Regions from separate parts of the Mus musculus genome. Here region 2 is linked to region 1. The links are chromatin contacts, called in public HiChIP or PLAC-seq maps. All regions are on one chromosome and are shown on one strand. Each heading gives the region's core, a stretch centred on a gene start, on an enhancer-like site or on the middle of the called end of the contact. The rest is flanking DNA. Distances are from core to core; before and after follow the strand shown.

Region 1 (3,669 bases), core at 539-3,038:
ACTCACCCTGGGGAAGTTCCCACCATTCTGGTGTCTGGCAGGATCATGCTGCACTCGGTCCAGCATAAGGTACAGAGAAAAGACGGCCACACAGAAGATAGCAGCCCCACACACCGTCACCTGCTTTTTCAGCTTCATACTGACCCAGGAGGCACGTTCCTGGCAGGAGAGACACCACCTGTAGTTCTGGCATGCAAAACCCTTCTGTTGGTGTTCCTAACAAACGCTCTGTGGACTCCCAAGGAGAACCAACCTACTTGCTTGACTCTGGGTAAAAAAGCAAGTAAGCTTTCAAGTACCAAATCTTGGTTATGACTCCCAACACACAAGTAGCACATATATTTGGGGCTGGTCCTGTAGGAGAGGAGTTCTGATTCCCCTCAGCCCAAGCTATAGAAACCAGGATGTGGAGTGTGGGGGTGCAGTAGGTAAAGAGGCACTTGCAGGCAAGCCTGACAACCAAAGCGATTCATTTGATTCATATGGTGGAAGGTGAAAACCAACTACCACAAATTGTCCTCTGATTGCCGCATGTTTTCTGTGACGTACATGCACATAAATAAATGTAACACATTACAAACAAACAAACAGGGATAACAGAGCCCCAACTCTGACCCACACTTCATTACACAACCACTGATTGCAAACAGCTTGCTCAGGACTCTGAGAAGGCTCTCCCAAGCCACGTGTTTCCTCCCTTCAGATGTATACATAAATACAAGAGGTTTTATTTTGTTTGATTTAGGGGTACAATCACCAGCTGGAGAGACAGACAACCCCCCCACACACACACACTCACACCCTGCCTCCCCTGTGACCTCCTGGGGCTGACTGGAACTCAGCAGAAACAGTGCCTGGCCCAGATCCTATCTCAGAGAATACAGAATGGATTTCTTTTAAGAGAAAAAGAAATGCCCATGTTTCTAACGCAACCCAGTTCTAGGATTGTCCCCATCAGTACTGATTCCTGCTGTGCAAAACTTCCAGTCCTGGCTTCCAGAGTGCTTTAAAGGGACTCTTAGGAAGCTAGCGGCGAGACTGATAAAGTCCCCAGGGTAGCGGAAGCCAGGCACAGCGGCTCCGAAACGGGGCAACTCGAGACGACCCACAGTGCCTGCCGCCACCGCCCGCGAGTCCCCACTTGCCTGCCGGAGGAGGGAGGACGCTAGCTGCTGAACGCGCGTGGGCGGGACCGCTCTCTGGAGTCTGCTCTTCGGGCCCTGGTGCTGAAAAGCTCAGTCACCTCAGCCTGCGTCCTACTTAATGCGATCTGATTCCGCTCAGGAGCCTCCGGGCAATATTTTTAGTCCCTGGAGATTGGGTCCGGGCCAAAGAGGGCGGAGCTAGGGAGCAGGAGCTGGGTCACCGTGGGGCAATTACCTGCCGAGATGTAACCCCCCTCCTCCGGCCCGCCCAGCCCCCCTCCGGCCCTCGGGGCTCAACCGGCACCCGGGGGCCGCAACGCTCGCGGCCTGCAGGCTGGAGTCCTCGCCCACGCCCCGCCTGGCCCGTTACCGTACGCGGCCGGCCTCCGCGCCGCTCGGGACCCGGCCGGCCGAGCCGCCACTGCTCGCATCCCGGGGGACCGCGGCCCGCGCGCGGGCAGTTGCGCAGGCTAAGAGGGACGCCTGGCCACCCACCGCCCCTGCTCGGCCCCGCAGCCGCGCTCCCGCGGGGGCCAGGGCCGCTGCGCGCTCCCTGCGCTCGCCCCGCGCCTGTGCTCCCGCGCTCCCGCCTCCACGGGGCCGAGCGGTGCGCCCGGCAGGAGGAGGGGCGCGGGGGACCGCGCGCAGCGTCCCCTAGTGCCGGGTCCCGCCGCTGCCTCGCCCCCCGCCGGGTTCCGCAGCGCCCCCTGGCACCCGACTCGGTCGCCTCCCGCTGGGTCGGTGCCGGGGTCCGCTATGGCTGCGGGGCGGCTGTGCGCAGCCGTTGACCCGGCAGGGCGGGAGTGGCGGAACCCCAGCAAGGTCGCGCCACTGTTTCTTGTTGTGTTTTTGTTTTTTTTGTTTTTGTTTTTGTTTTTTCTCTTGGTCTTCCAAGAGTAAGATTTAGGCAGGAGCAGAAAGGGCAAAACCGTGCGGTGCTTCGTGGCCTCCCTGCCTGGCTCAATAGTGATGTTTCTTAGTCAAAGGAATAGTGCCTCCCTCTAGGTTTTGTGAGTTCCGGGTGGCTCTGGGTTTCCTGACACTAAGGGCGAAATGCATATCATCCGGTTAAAGGTTTATTGAGCATCCATGTTTCCAATTTACAGCGTAAGATACCATACTGCAATGAACATCTCCACAAATTCCACACTTTTCTTCCTTTTAAGATTAATATTTGGATGGATGTAGGAGCCCGTGCTTAGTCCCAGCACCTGGAAGGCAGAGGCAGGGAGATCTCTGAATTCGAGGCCAGTCTGTTTTACATTTTGAGTTCCGGGACAGCCATAGCTACTTGGGGGGGGGGGGGGGGGAGATTGCTTGCTAGATCGTAGTGGCACACACCTATAAATCCTCCTGTCTCAGATTGACACAAATTCGAAGCTATCTTGGACTACACATTTGCAATCCTGTTTCAAAAGAAAAAAAGATTGCTAAAATTACTGCCTGAAACTGAGCTGGCCCACTAAAAGTCCAGCTCTTGGGAAGTTGAGGCTAGAGGATCCCAGCAAACGGACACTAGCCTGGACTACGTAGCAAAACAAATATTACTCTCTGTTGTAGACTACCCCTAACCCCAGGTTCACATCTTGAAGTTCTGTCCCCAGATTTGACCATATCGGGAGGTGGGGCTTTGATAAGATTAAGATTAGCTCATGAAGGCAGAGCCCTTAGAAAGCAGATTATCCTGTCCTTATAAAAACATCCCAGAACCCAGGTCCTCAGCAGTCAAGAAACAGAGATAAGGCAGATCTTGGTGAGTCCCAGGCCAGCCTGGGCAGCATGGTGAGACCCTGTCTCAAAATAAAAATAATAGCAACCCAGAAGCCAGTGAGGTGGCTCAGTGGGTAAAGATGCCACCAAGCCTGATGACCTGAGTGTGATCTTCAGAGTCCACGTGGTGGAAGGAAAGACTCCTCTGATCTCCTACATATGTGCCACAGTGACTGCAAACACACACACACCACACACACACACAGAGAGAGAGAGAGAGAGAGAGAGAGAGAGAGAGAGAGAGAGAGAGAGAGAGAGAGAAGGAATCAAGCAGTTTGTAACTACAGTGGCCTCCAAGAAGGAAGAGAGCCTACATGCTACGGAAACAGGAAAAAGGGGTGGGGGAGCTGGACAGGTGGCTCAGTGGTTAGAGCACTGGCTGTTCTTCCAGAGGTCCCCAGTTCAATTTCCAGCAACCACACGGTGGCTCACAACCATCTGTAATGGAATCCAAGACCCTTTTCTAGTGTGCATGAAGACAGCTAAAGTGTATTCATATAAATAAATAAAAACTTAATTTTTTTAAAAAAGGGGGATATAAAAAGGCAGTAAGGTGTAGTCTTTTACAAAATGGGGATGAGGGGTGGGTCTTTCTCCAGTCTGCTGGCCTCCTCTGGCCTGGGAGAGAATCATAGTACACTTGTGGTCCAGCCTCACCATACAGCAATAGCAAGTACTCTGTCATAGCTGATTTCAATAGTGCTATCCCCCTGCAATCCAGCTTCTTGTGGATCCAGCTAAGAACAGTTTTCAG
Region 2 (3,692 bases), core at 139-2,638, 700 kb after region 1:
ACATAGTAACCATCACCCAGGAAGTAACCAGCACGTTACAAATAATCTTGTTTTCAAAGCCATTTGTTTTGTTTTGTTTTGTTTTGTTTTGTTTTGTTTTGTTTTTCAAGACAGGGTTTCTCTGTGCAGCCCTGGCTGTCCTGGAACTCACTTTGTAGACCAGGCTGTCCTTGAACTCAGAAATCAGCCTGCCTCTGCCTCCCAAGTGCTGGAATTAAAGGCGTGCACCACCACCGCCCAGCTTCAAAGCCACTCTTGCTATGAAGCCCTGATCCCCATTATTGGCAGAATTATGGGGTGTTCCTGTGGCTCAGGCTCAGCTGTGTAGGCCACTCCCTGTTCCCCTCCTTGTCCCAGGCCTTTGCCCCACTCCAGCCTCTCTTGGACTGCAGGCTGAGGATGTCCCTCCCGGGCAGGTCATGAGGCAGAAGACTCCAAGGCCCTGGTGGGTGAGATCATCCCACAAGATGGTGAGAGCACCTGTGCTTGCCCTAGCCACACGCACAGTGATGTAACCCAGGGCTTTAGCGCACAGTGGAAACACAGGGCTCAGTTTACAGCCAGCACAGCCCAGTTTGTTCCTGGCCCAGCCGGCTGTAGCCCTGCCTCCCCTGCTCCCCGCTGATGTTCGACTTCCCTTGCTTGCCCTTTGCCCTTCCTCATATGCCTCGGATGGGGCTCCCGTGGGTTTGTTTCCTGTTCCTTACTCCTTTGCTTGCTCCTCTGACAGGGGGTTATGGAGGAACCGCTATGCAGGCACTGGTGCAGGCGATAGAGATACGGTAGTGAACACAGGATGGCTCCTGCCCACTTGAGTCTTGGGTCTAGTAGGAGAGATGGCCAAGGAGCTAAGCTAAGGTGTGATTAGTGGCGGGAAGGGGAGGGGCTGGTGACTGGGGGTATGCACCCATGCCTTCAGTATTACTTGATCCAAGACCAAATCCCCAGCCAAGGAGCTCGCTTCTTTCTCTGGACCATAGTTCTCCATACAGTTGATGTATTCATTGGTAAATATTTACTTATTGTGGATTGCATTACCAGGCACTATTCTAGGAACTGGGGATGCAGCATTGACGAACACAGATAAGTCCCCGCTGTCACGAAGCCAATATTCGATATTCTGTGATGGGCACACTGTGACAGACAGGACACACACAAATTAACAAGCTCAGTGTGTCTCATGGCAGTGTGCTCTAGGAAGAAAGATGCAAGACGAGGGAGGACAGCAAGGCTGAGGGGAGAGAGCCACAGGCTCGCACAGGCTGTTGGAAGGCCTCTGTGAGGAGTTAGACAGGAAGCAGAGTGGCGCAGGATGTGGCCTCCTGGGCTGTTAGTGTGAGCCAGCAAGACTGAGGCGGGGGTGCGGCTCACAAATGGGAGAGGGAGATGAGATCAGGTCACTGCCACAGCGACAGGGTGCAGACTGTGTGTGCCTGTGTGAGGTGGGGCTCCTGGGGTGCTCTGAGTGTGGCTGAGAGTAGATGGATCTGAAGTCACACTCTGCTTGTGGCGTTTCCAATTGAAGAGAGGCCACGACAGGGGCAGCGAGGCCATCAAGGAAGGTCTCCCTGGGACCCAAGTGGGGCATGAAAGTGGTGGGGACTAGGATGTGACAGGAAATGGTCAGATCCTGGGTCTGCTCCCAAGGGTGAGCCTGTAGGACTATCTGACAGGGTGAGTGTGAGAAGAAAGGAAAAAGGAGGACTCGGGGCTGTGGCCTGAGCCACACTGGGGGATGGGTTGTCCCCTTACTGAGCTGTGTGTGAATAGGCTTGGGATACGGATAAGGAGTCGGATGGGTCACACCTGTGGCCTGCTAGGCCGTCAAGTGCAGATATGAAGTCAATGTACAGTCTGGAGTTGAGAGGAGAGGGCTGGACTAGAGGTTGCAACAGCAGGGGGTCCTTGCTGCTCCTTGAGCAGCTAAAGCCAGTCTAGGAAGTAGGCAGTCAGGCCTAAGGATCAACGAGCGATTTAGCAATGTGCACGTCACAGTTGACTTCGACGGACAGTTCAAGTGTAGCAGAGGAAACAGGAGTAGAGATGGAAGACAAGGCATAAAAAGCTCCACAGACGGCTTCTGCAGGCTCAGGTGCAGTGGCGCACATCTCTATCCCAGCACTCAGAGGCAGAGGCAGGCAGGGCTCTGTGAGTTCAAGGCCAGCCTAGTCTACATGGTTCCAGGACAGCAAGGCCTATATAGAAAGACCCTGTCTTAATAATAATAATAATAAGCCAAGTGATGGTGTCATGTGCCTTTAATCTCAGCACTCTGGAGGCAGAGGCAGGTGGATCCCTGTGAATTTGAAGCCAGCCTGGTCTACAGAGTGAGTTCCAGGATAGCCAGGGCTACACAGAGAAACCCAGTTTCAAAGAGACCAATAAATGAATAAATAAACAAATAAGTGAATAAATAAAAGATCTCTCTTCTAGTTGAAAGCTAAGAAGTCTCTTCCCCCTAGTTCTCATCCTTTCAGTCAGAGGGGAGAATGCTTTCTGCTTTGACAGATCCTACTTTCTGAAGCTGAGCTGAGTGACAGGGACAGTGCCTCCGGAGGGCCCGGGGCACTGGAACCGTCCAGTCTCTTCAGACAGCTCGAAGCCCTTGCCTCTGCGTCTCCTCCCACTACTTTGGATCTCACCTACTATTATTCAATCTCTTGCTTCCTTGTCAGGATACCCAGAGCCAGAGGTGACCTGGTACAAGGATGACATAGAACTGGACCGTTACTGTGGCTTGCCAAAATACGAGATCACTCATCAAGGCAACCGTCACACCCTGCAGCTGTACAGGTGAGGGAGAGGGGCCGGCATGGCTCTCTGCCCTCCCGAGGGCCCTGCGCTGGATCCTGCCATCAGACCTGGAGTCAGCTGGGTGGAAACGCCCAGGCACTCTCTGGAGTTAGAGGGCAGGGCTCTACTACTGAGTTGATCTACCTGGTGAACTGTGCTTTCTGCCAGTGTCTGGGATCTCCCCAGGCCAGGGCAGACGTGCTTCTGACAGCCACAAGTGAGTGCAACCAGAGGAGGCCCTGACCCTCAGAAACCTTTTCCATGAGGTCAGCAGCCAGGAAAAGCAACAGTGCCGTCATTACTACTCTCAGGGCTGTGTTGGTCACCTGCTTCTGAAGGGAGCTCTTCTGGGCCCCGAGTCTAATCCCTCCTGGGACAGCATGACCTTGGTCAGCTGTCCTCTTGTGGCCTCAGTTTCCTCCGTTGTAGCTGAGGAAATTCATGACGCCTAAAGTAGGGCACGACTTGGATTGGGAGGGAGCCGGTGGTCAATGCCAGAGACTCTGGCTGTGGGGAGGAGCGGGGAGAGATGGCGCCTCATGCTCCTACCTCTAGGTGTCAGGAAGAAGATGCTGCCATCTACCAAGCCTCTGCCCGGAACACCAAGGGCATCGTGTCCTGCTCAGGGGTCCTAGAGGTGGGCACTATGACGGAGTACAAGATTCACCAGCGCTGGTTCGCCAAGTTGAAGCGCAAGGCTGCAGCCAAGATGAGGGAGATTGAGCAGAGCTGGAAGCATGGAAAAGAGGCTTCAGGGGAGGCTGACACGCTTCTTCGCAAGATCAGCCCCGACCGCTTCCAAAGAAAGCGCCGACTGAGTGGAGTCGAAGAGGCTGTCCTCTCCACGCCAGTCAGGGAAATGGAGGAAGGCTCCTCAGCGGCTTGGCAGGAAGGAGAGA

The links. HiChIP or PLAC-seq counts read pairs in DNA pulled down with a chosen protein or histone mark.
Region 2: an H3K27ac HiChIP or PLAC-seq map of T-cell acute lymphoblastic leukemia shows a contact between it and region 1, with 4 times the contacts expected there. The contact joins the enhancer-like site here to the promoter of Man2a2 in region 1. A contact is called at or near these places in 1 of 39 promoter capture datasets (liver), 2 of 15 datasets of contacts at CTCF or cohesin (embryonic stem cells and large pre-B cells), 2 of 484 Hi-C or Micro-C datasets (both in embryonic stem cells) and 3 of 115 datasets of contacts at active chromatin or transcription factors (T-cell acute lymphoblastic leukemia, double positive thymocytes and embryonic stem cells).

Annotation. Positions count from the first base shown.
Region 1 is chr7:80,369,587-80,373,255 of GRCm38.p6, forward strand. It overlaps Man2a2 (mannosidase 2, alpha 2), which reads right to left and starts at 1,789. Exons shown (of 24, transcript NM_172903.4): 1 at 1,516-1,789; 2 at 1,146-1,343; 3 at 7-159. The coding sequence starts at 138.
Region 2 is chr7:81,074,198-81,077,889 of GRCm38.p6, forward strand. Alpk3 (alpha-kinase 3) reads left to right here. Exons shown (of 14, transcript NM_054085.2): 4 at 2,676-2,793; 5 at 3,349-3,692. Among named protein-coding and RNA genes, the nearest start is that of Alpk3, 18 kb to the left of the region's middle. Within about 2 kb of position 1,389, at least 100 of the 459 cell types and tissues checked have an H3K27ac peak or open chromatin away from gene starts, as enhancers often do. A contact at or near this core is called in T-cell acute lymphoblastic leukemia, double positive thymocytes, embryonic stem cells and 1 more, where this site is marked.